Linked DNA regions of Danio rerio: region 2 is linked to region 1. The links are chromatin contacts, called in public Hi-C maps. All regions are on one chromosome and are shown on one strand. The core of a region is the stretch at or near the end of the contact, and the rest is flanking DNA. Distances in the headings are between cores, read along the strand shown. Region 1 holds the start of bicra (BRD4 interacting chromatin remodeling complex associated protein). Region 2 holds the start of srpra (SRP receptor subunit alpha).

The links. Hi-C and Micro-C count contacts between places; a contact is called where the count stands out from the background.
Region 2: a Hi-C map of hematopoietic stem cells shows a contact between it and region 1, with 1.7 times the contacts expected there. The contact joins the promoter of srpra here to the promoter of bicra in region 1. A contact is called at or near these places in 2 of 18 Hi-C or Micro-C datasets (caudal fin and hematopoietic stem cells).

What each region holds. Positions count from the first base shown.
Region 1 is chr18:47,588,326-47,593,087 of GRCz12tu, forward strand. bicra (BRD4 interacting chromatin remodeling complex associated protein) reads left to right here and starts at 2,791. Exons shown (of 13, transcript XM_073929601.1): 1 at 2,791-2,848; 2 at 4,371-4,416. The coding sequence starts at 4,376.
Region 2 is chr18:47,809,065-47,813,930 of GRCz12tu, forward strand. srpra (SRP receptor subunit alpha) reads right to left here and starts at 2,334. Exons shown (of 14, transcript XM_692426.11): 1 at 2,061-2,334. The coding sequence starts at 2,183. It overlaps arfgap2 (ADP-ribosylation factor GTPase activating protein 2), which reads left to right and starts at 4,602. Exons shown (of 16, transcript NM_001037430.1): 1 at 4,602-4,689. The coding sequence starts at 4,618.

The sequences.
Region 1 (4,762 bases), core at 1,541-4,040:
CAATGACATTAAAGCACTGGGGAACGATCGTGAATGTCCAGGCCACACCCAAACTACGCAATATACAAGCACAACTTTAAATGCGACCAATCAGTGGGGGTAAACAAGTCAAAGACCACGCCCCTCGTACGCTTCATAAAAAGGGGCTTTTTTATGAGGGGGCAAATGGTTAATTTTAGCCTTTATTACACAGAAGCCAATCCTCCACTGTAACGCTTGAGGTCGCACCACCCCTTATTTGTGATGTTTAGGACAGAGGGCCAATCACAGCCCCCAATGTTTCATCAAAACAGACTCCTTTGTCATAAAAACATCCGGACCCAAGGTGAAGCTGTACAGACAACCGCCTGTTTGTTATTGTGGAGGCCATCCTCGGACTTTATCTCACTGTTGTGGGGAAATGTACCTTATATAGAAGATAATCAGCATAAAATGAGAAAGATTTGTAAATAGTAAAATTCTGTATGAGAATTTTTAATGATATTGATAATAAAATGAGCAAAGCAAATTCATATTGGTGGTGTTTTTCATTTAAAATAAATTAGTTACACTATTTGTTTTGGCATATTTTAATAGGAATCGTAACTATATGTGATTAATTGACTAGTCTTCATTAATTAAAGTGAATAATGAAAGGAAAAGTATTGTTACCGTTCAAGCACATTTTAAAACTATAATTTTGCTGTGTACTTGTTATCTTAAGAATTGTAGTGTTTCATATAAATGTTTTTTAACATGTATGCTCAAAAGTTGAACTGTAGACAACGAAACTTGACAGTGTTAAACAATGTTTTAATTGAAAAAAAAAAAACGCAAGATTTTGATGTCATTTTAATTACATTTGCTTCATTGTTTTTTCAATTTTTGTTACGTGTACATTGTTATAATCCGAACAGACTGAAGAGAACATAGCTAGATGTCATGTATTTTTATTTAAAATAAATATTATAAATATTATAAATATAAATAAGAAAAATAATCATTTTAAAACTTCTTTTAACAAAATTAATTAGTTACTTTTTTGCTTTGGCATATTTTGATAGGAATTATAACCATAATCGACTAATCATCTTCATTAATCGAAGTGATGAATAAAAGGAAAAGTAGTGCTACAGTTCGCTCATTATACAAACATAATTTTGCAATGTTGTTATATTAAGCATTGTGTTTCGTATTAAATTTTTGAACGTGTATACTGAAAAGTTCAACTGTGGGCAACGAAACTTGACAGTGTTAAACAACATTTTAATTAAAAAAAGGCAAAGAGACGATTTTGATGGCATTTTCATGACATTTTTTTCCATTTTTGTTGTGTTTATTGTTATAATTCCTTCGAAAATACTGTTAAACCGAAGAGAACAAAGCTAGATGTAATTTACTTTCATTTAAAATTATTATCCTAAATAAGAAATGATTTTATTTAAGCAAAATAATCTCTTTTTTATTAATTAGTTGTGTTTTTTGTTTTGGCACATTATGATAGTAATTGTAACAATAACTAATCATCTAAATAATCAAAGTGAATAATAAGGAAAAGTAGTGTTACAGTTCAAGCCCATTGTATGTATATTCTTTTGCAGTTTACTTGTTATATTATACATTGTAGTGTTGTATATTAAATTAATTAGCATGCATACTCAAAACTGTAGACAACAAAAATTGACAGTGTTAAACAATATTTTAATTGAAAAAAGGTGAAGACAAGAATTTGATGTCATTTGAATTACATTTTTTCCCCATTTTTGTTACGTGTACATTGTTATAATCCGAACAGACCGAAGAGAACATAGCTAGATGTCATGTATTTTTATTTAAAATAAATATTATAAATTAGAAATGATTTTATTCTAAGCTAAATAATAATTTTAAAACCTTTTTAAAATAAAATTAATTAGTTACTTTTTTATTTTGGCATATTTTGATAGGAATCGTAATCGACTAATCAATTACTATTATGAAGTGAATAATGAAAGGAAAAGTAGTGCTACAGTTCAAGCACATTATATAAATATCATTTTGCTGTGTACTTGATATATTAAACATTTGTATTATATTTTGTAGTTTCATATTAAATTATTCTAAGTATATACTGAAGAGTTCAAATGTAAACAACAAAACTTGACAGTATTTAACTATAATTTAATTGAAAAAAGAAAAAAAATATTCTGATGCCCTTTTCCTTAAATTTTTGTTAAAGTGTTGTTATAATCCAAATAAAAATACTGTTAAACTGAAGAGAACAAAGCTAGATGCCATGTATTTTAATTTAAAATCACTATTATGAACAAACGCTTTCATTTAAGCAAATATACCCTTTTTTAATAAATTAGTTACCTTTTTATTTTGGATCAGATTCGTAAAAGGTTGTCTAAGCAACACATAATCAATAAAATGTAAAAAAGTAAATAAATAATCAGACAACCACTGATATAATCCTTGGTCATTATATAAGCATTACTTTCTAATTTGCTATTTATACACACACACACACACACACACACACACACACACACACACACACACACTACTTGTTCTGTGTTGTAATGTGGTTCATATGAAGGTTGAACTCCATTCCTTCATACTCAGTGTATCTACTCTACAGCTCATATACCACTTTAGTGTAGCACAATGTTCAACATTTATATTAAAACAACGTATAACGATGCACGATGCATGATACTGTACGTGCAGCCTCGATAATCAAAACAACGCTGTGGTTTGTTAATTAATCAGGCAATCGCGCCGGGCCTCTGTTTCCTGCTTGTGAGCGCTGTGCTTGGGTCCTGACTCGGAGCCCGTGCAGGGCCGTACTGGAGACCCCGCGCCGCCTGCACCTCTATCGTCTCGGGTGAGTTTGATACAATGTAGCAATTTCTCTATAATTCTCTATAACTATTGCAACGCTGCAACACTCGCATGCAGAGCTCAGCGTTTCCCGCGACGTACAACCGGCCAGTTGCATAGGTCGCTCAATAGGTTGATTTTACAGCGAATTCCCAAGCATACCCCCCTGATCCAAGAGTATTCCAACATAAACTCATATTTAGCAGGGATAAAGATAGGCTACGCAATCGCGACTATTAGAGCCCAAACGCCAAATATTCATCAATTATGTCAAGTGGCTCCAGCGAATGCGATTGTATGGCCTAAATACTACGTGTTTACAGTCAGTTATTGTCAGATTTGTGCGTATTGCGTCTGTAAACGCACATATTACAGCTAGGAAGCTAGCTAGCAACAGCTAACCAAATCAGCTGCAGAACGAGCGTGAAAAGGCGAATTAAAGGCGCTCCGTGCGGGTAAATCTGTATATTTGTTGAAAATAAAAGCCTCTGCTTTTAAAGGAGTGCAAAGAGCTGTTAAAGCTTTGCGAATTGTGAAAAATAACCGCCGTGTCCTGCAGGTCCGGAGTGTCCATTCATGTCTGTGGTGCTCTTCTGATGTGTGATGCTTTCAAAATGACATAAATCAGATGTCTGACAGGAGAAGCTTTCGCAGATATTTGTCAATGATGGTCGGTGTGATCTACACTGATACTGTTTTCCCCCCTAACAAACATTAGAGGCGTCCCCGCCTACCTCATCCTCATTTTGTGGTTTTGATTTGTTTAGATCGAGACTGTGATCTTGAGCACTGCAACGACTCTCCGAAGTCTGACTAATTCTTGAAAATAGGCGGTTGTGTGTCTGCAAATCGAGATATTTGACACCCTGTGGTATTTTTCTGTGTTTGAGAGAGTGTGAGGTGATGCGCGCGCTTTTTCCCTCACTTTCTCTGACGCTACACGACTGCACGAAAGTTCAGCTGATGCTTTCAATGGATACGGAAATGTTCACTCGTGTTAATTTGTGTAGTTTCTCTTGGAAGACTCACTATTTCAATATAAGTTTGTTCAATCATCCGAATATGTTGTCTAAAAACAAAATTTTGGGCCTAAATAGGATACACCAAAATGGGTACATAATTGGCTACACCAATTAGTAATTATTAATTGTAAGTATGTTATCAAAAGTGTTGTTTTTTTCTGTTTATTTGCTTTATTATTATTATTGTTTATACACAATTATCAATGTTGAAAGACTTACTTGCTAGCATAGTCTGATTTAATAATGTCATCATTATTTTTTTTGTTCAACAATATTGATTATATTTATTTACTCTGAAAATTGTAGCATTCAAAACTGCCAGGTAATTATATTTTTTGTGTTTGCGAATTTATTCTGTTTGTCTAAATATTAATTTCCTCTGAGTTAATCAACCCACATTTCACTACAAAGTGTAATGTTTGGATGTTTTATTCTGAAAACTCACCTATGTTGGCGGGGCTAATGCTTATGTACTTTTTTTATATTGATGTTTTTTAACTGTAGTTGACATGGATGATGAAGATGGCAGGTGCTTGCTAGATGTAATTTGGTAAGTTCAATATGTTACCTCAAAAATGTCAAATAACTGTTTATCTACTTGTTAAGTGTGACATCGCGCAAAGCGGCTTCCAGGTCCAAGTGCTATATCAAACTGTTTGGGGAGACTTATCAAATGATAATAATAAATGTTTACTAAGCAATGTAATACTTTCGAAAATCATGACCGCAATATATATGTCCATGGCTAATCCGATGGCCAGAAAGTGATACATTTTTTTATAAATTGTTAAAATTTTGGTGTCTGTGATGCAGCAATCCCAGAGACTGATGTATACACTATGATTTTATATAAAATTCACTTTAATATGAGATAGGACTAAAAAGTGGCTATAAGC
Region 2 (4,866 bases), core at 1,084-3,583, 220 kb after region 1:
GGGGAACAATGTCAATCTGACATTGTTGATGTCCTGTGCCTACTAGGAGTTTAAGTCCATTTTGGTCATCATACAGTAAACATCCATCATCTTCTCATCAGTGTCATGCATCTAAACAGTCGTGTAAAGATTTTGGACATCTTCTTGGACACTTTTATTGCTTCCAAATAGTTTGCTGCAATTATAAATCACCCATGTATTGAGGTTGTTTATTACGATGTGATTTACCATCTATGTGCGATTTGATTGGGCAGGAATCACAGGACTGATTTTTTCTAATCCCCATAGGCAAGACAAAATAGTGACTGCAGGTTGAAGAAAAGTATTGTAGTAAAAGTACAGATACAAAATTAAAAATGTACTCAAGGGAAAGTAAAAGCACACATTTTTAAAACTACTTAGTAAATTACAATTTTTGAGGAAAAACTACTCAATAACAGTAGTTTGAATATTTTTAATTTGTTACTTTACACAATTGTAAGTTGACAACTTATGACATGGCTACTTTTGAAAACGTTGTCTAAAATTGCATACAAGTACGACTTCAAAATACATTAGCACTATTTAATTGAAATTTATTTAGAATTTGCAAACAATACTTTTATGACATGTTATTAAGAAGGTAAAGTTCCAAATATAAAAGCAAATTTACCTCGGCTCTCTCTCTAACACATGCACTGTAAAACCCAACAGTCAACTTTATCAAATGAAATGTGTAGTGAAAGTTAATTCTACTCATTTGAGAAGAGTTTTGAAGGTAATGAGTTAATTAAATATCGCATTACTTGAACTTAAATGGAGTAAGTTCACAGTACTCATACTCATTAGTTTAACTCAAATGGTTTGTAGCACTTGGTTTCCTCGAACAGTTTGAGTTTCCTTAACTTATTGGGTTTTACAGTACTCAATAGGTCTAAGTTCTCTTTATTTATCGGGTTTTTCAGTGCTCAAATTGCATTTACACAAGTGGATTAAGTTGACAGTACTCATTAGGATTAGTTTTAGAACTTAAATGGTTTGTTGCAATCCGTTTTCTCAAATGGTTTGAGCTACCTTAACTTTTTGGGTTTTACAGTGTGGCATCAATATTACGCACCTTACATAACTGTCAAACACACCCAATCCAAAACTCTGATTTAAATACCACACAATGCACATGTAGTTCAATATTAGTGCTGTTTTTTCATTTTTTATTTTAGGTCTGAAATAGCACGTGTGACAGTAAAACAACATTAGCACGGTTTAATTAGCTGTGAACAACGTTGTAACCTTACATTAATAGTCAATGGCTGCTAATATGATTTTCCTATTTAGAATTTGCAAATAATACTTTTATGAAATTATATTAAAAAGATAAAGATTCAAACATAAAACCAAATTTACCTCAGCTCTCTCCAACACATGGCATCAATATTACGCAATTCACGTTGCTGTCAAACATACCGAATTCAAAACTCTGAATTAAATGCCACCTAATGCACCTGTGGTTTAATATTATTAGTCTTGTTTTTTATCTACTAATTCACAATAAGCCACGTCAAACCCTTACAACTCAAACCATGTGTTAGTTGGACCAGACAAGCTGATGTATCAATAATAATCCGGCTGTGTGAATCTCTCTCTAACGCATCAATATTACGCAGCTCACGTCACTGTCAAACGCACCCAATGCAAAACTCCGATTTAAATGGCACCTGATCCACCTGTAGTTCAATATTAGTGTTGTTTTTATATCTTATCCCTCACAATAAGCCACATCAAACCCTCGCAACTCAAACCATGTGTTAGCTGGGCCAGACAAACTGACATATCAGTAATAATCCGGCTGTGTGAACAAGGTGTCGAGATTACGCAACTCACGTAACTGTCAAACGTACCCCATCTAAAACTCCGATTTAAATACCGCCCAATGCACCTGTAGTGTAATATTAGAGTTGTATTTGATCTCCTACTTTATAGTAAGTCACATTAAAACCTCACAACTCAAACCATGCGTTAGCTGGGCCGGATACATCAGTAATAATCCGGCGCAGGCCGCGGGGATCGGGGTTTTAACGTACCTGTAGGATGACGGAGCGGATGAGCGCGTTCACAGGCCCGGTAAAAGATTCAGTCACTCCGGCGCCCTGAAAACACCACAACACGATCCCCCCTTTACTGAAGATGGCGAAGAAGTCCAGCATCTTTGCCAGTCACCAATGAAGCCGACACCACGGGGAACAAAACAAACACCGTTCAACAAAAACCAAACGCGTATAAAAAATAAATATGTGCTCTGAAGTTGCCCTGCGCTGTCGTGAACGTGCGCAGCTCTGCTCGCCTGCAGTCAGAATCAACGCTCACGATCAGACACGTCAGTGGCTCATAGGGGAAGTGACGCAACTTCCCGTGGAAAAGACGCATGATCGGAGTTTGAAGTTTCTGATGTTTCTTTGATTTCTCATATTATACATTTGAGTTTATTATATATTCACTTCATTTTTAGATCTAGATTTTTTTATTCACTGAATCATTCTTAATGTATTTTTATTTATTTATACATGTTAATTTATTGTTTATGTATTTTTCTTACTTATTTAGCTTGTCTCTTATTTTTTCTTATTTCTTTCTTTTTTCTGAATGTAATTGCTATTGTTAAGTGCTATTTGTTAAGTAAGTTAAAGTAAGTAAGTTAAATTGTCTGTAGTGTATGTGTGTGAATGAGTGTATGGCTGTTTCCCAGTGCTGGGTTGCAGCTGTAAGCGCATCCGCTGTGTAAATTATGTGCTGGATAAGTTGGCGGTTCATTCCGCTGTGGCAACCTCAGATTAATAAAGGGACTAAGCTAAAGAGAAAATGAATGAATGAATAATAACAATAACTAAATAAATAACTTCTGATTAATTTAATACTTCTTTCTCCTTGATTTATTTTCTATTTTATTTTTTTGTCTTATTTATTGTATTTTTTTTCTATAAAATTTAACATTTTAAAATGATAGTGAAGTAGATTGGTGCATAAACTGCACAGACATTCCAAATGTGTGTGTGTTTTAATAATAGTTTATTTTTTTTAAACATACATTTTAAAAACAAATGGTTAAAAATCATGTTTTTGTCATAGTGTGTGTTTAATTTATGTTGTAGAAGAAACCATTAAAGAGGTGGTGGGGTGGCGCAGTGGGTAGCGATGTCGCCTTACTGCAAGAAAGTCTCTGGTTCATGCCCTGGCTGGATCAGTTGGCATGTCTGTGCAGAGTTTGCATGTTCTTCCCGTATTCGTGTGGGTTTCCTCCGGGTTTCCCCCACAAGTCCAAACACATGCGCTATAGGGGAATTGGGTATGCTAAATTATCTGGTGTGTGTGTGTGTATGTATGTGTATGTGTGTGTGTGTGTGTGTGTGTGTGTGTGTGTGTGTGTGTGTGTGTGTGTGTGTGTGTGTAAAAATGAGTGTGCATGAGCGTTTTCAGTGACGGCTGGATAAGTTAGTGGTTCAATCTGCTGTGGTGACCCCAGATTAATAAAGGGACTAAGTCGAAATGAAAATGAAGTGAAAAAAATTGATAAAGAAGCCATTTAACTTCTTAACACCTTATACTTTTGTAATTACATTCATTAGCATAGTTGGACATTGATGAAAGTTGTTAAAAAATCATTTTACAATTTACATTTTATTTTATAAAATTAAATTGAATAAATTTTTTTAATTAATGTTACTGTCATTTAAATACACAAATAAATAATTGATTTATGAACATTTTATTTATATATATTCAACAGAAATGGGTTTTATAAGTTATAACCTATTTGTTTTTATATATTCTGATTGAAAAATATTTATGTTTCTATGATTATAGTCAATTGTTCTAGTTAATATAGTTAATGTTTTAATCTTTATCATATATATATATATATATATATATATATATATATATATATATATATATATATATATATATATATATATATATATATATATATATATATATATATATATATATGTATATATAAATATATATATATATATATATATATATATATATATATATATATATATATATATATATATATATATATATATATATATATATATATATATGGATGTTTTGTTATACATTTAAATGTGTCTATACAATAATAAAAATCCAATAGGATGAAATATATCTCAAGTAAAACCCTTATGTCCCTTGTAAAAAAGAAGAGATAAGTAAAAAGGAAAATAATAAGCATGTGTTTCATCCCGCTCTATTTTCGACCATGTTGAAATGTATTTTTTGTTAAAGATTTTTAATGTATGAAATTTCTGTTTGAAAATGTATGAAATGTTCTGTATGAAAATAATAAATCAAATCAAAATCCAACCAATCAGGATTTGAAGTTGCTCTCTTAATTTAAAAAAAATATTTGCAAAAAACTCCTGCTCAACATAAAAAAACTATTTTTTTCTTATATTTATGTTTAATGAGCATAGTGCTATAAATTCAATTCAGTAACACGTGCAATGTCTCTTTACAAATTTATCTGCCAATTAGTTAATTTAATTTTCTCTTGCAGAGACTTTTAATTTTCATGAACGTCACTTCCGCCAGGTCTTTTATCTTCTGCGGTGTCTGTTTTCTCTCTGCTCAGTTGGCAAGATGGCGTCGGAACCGAACAAGACAGAAATTCACACCATTTTTAAACGTTTGCGCTCCATACCAACTAACAAGGTAAGCCGCAAGGTGTTATTGTAATCAATGTGGGTATGTTTTGGCAATCATTCTAGCCTATATAGAGACATCCATATGTGTGGTACTTGTGGGATTACGTGTCATTTGTTGGTCGCTAAGCCGGTGCTGATGGGCCCCTCACCCAACACGTCTTGTTTACTGTCAGCATCACACCTG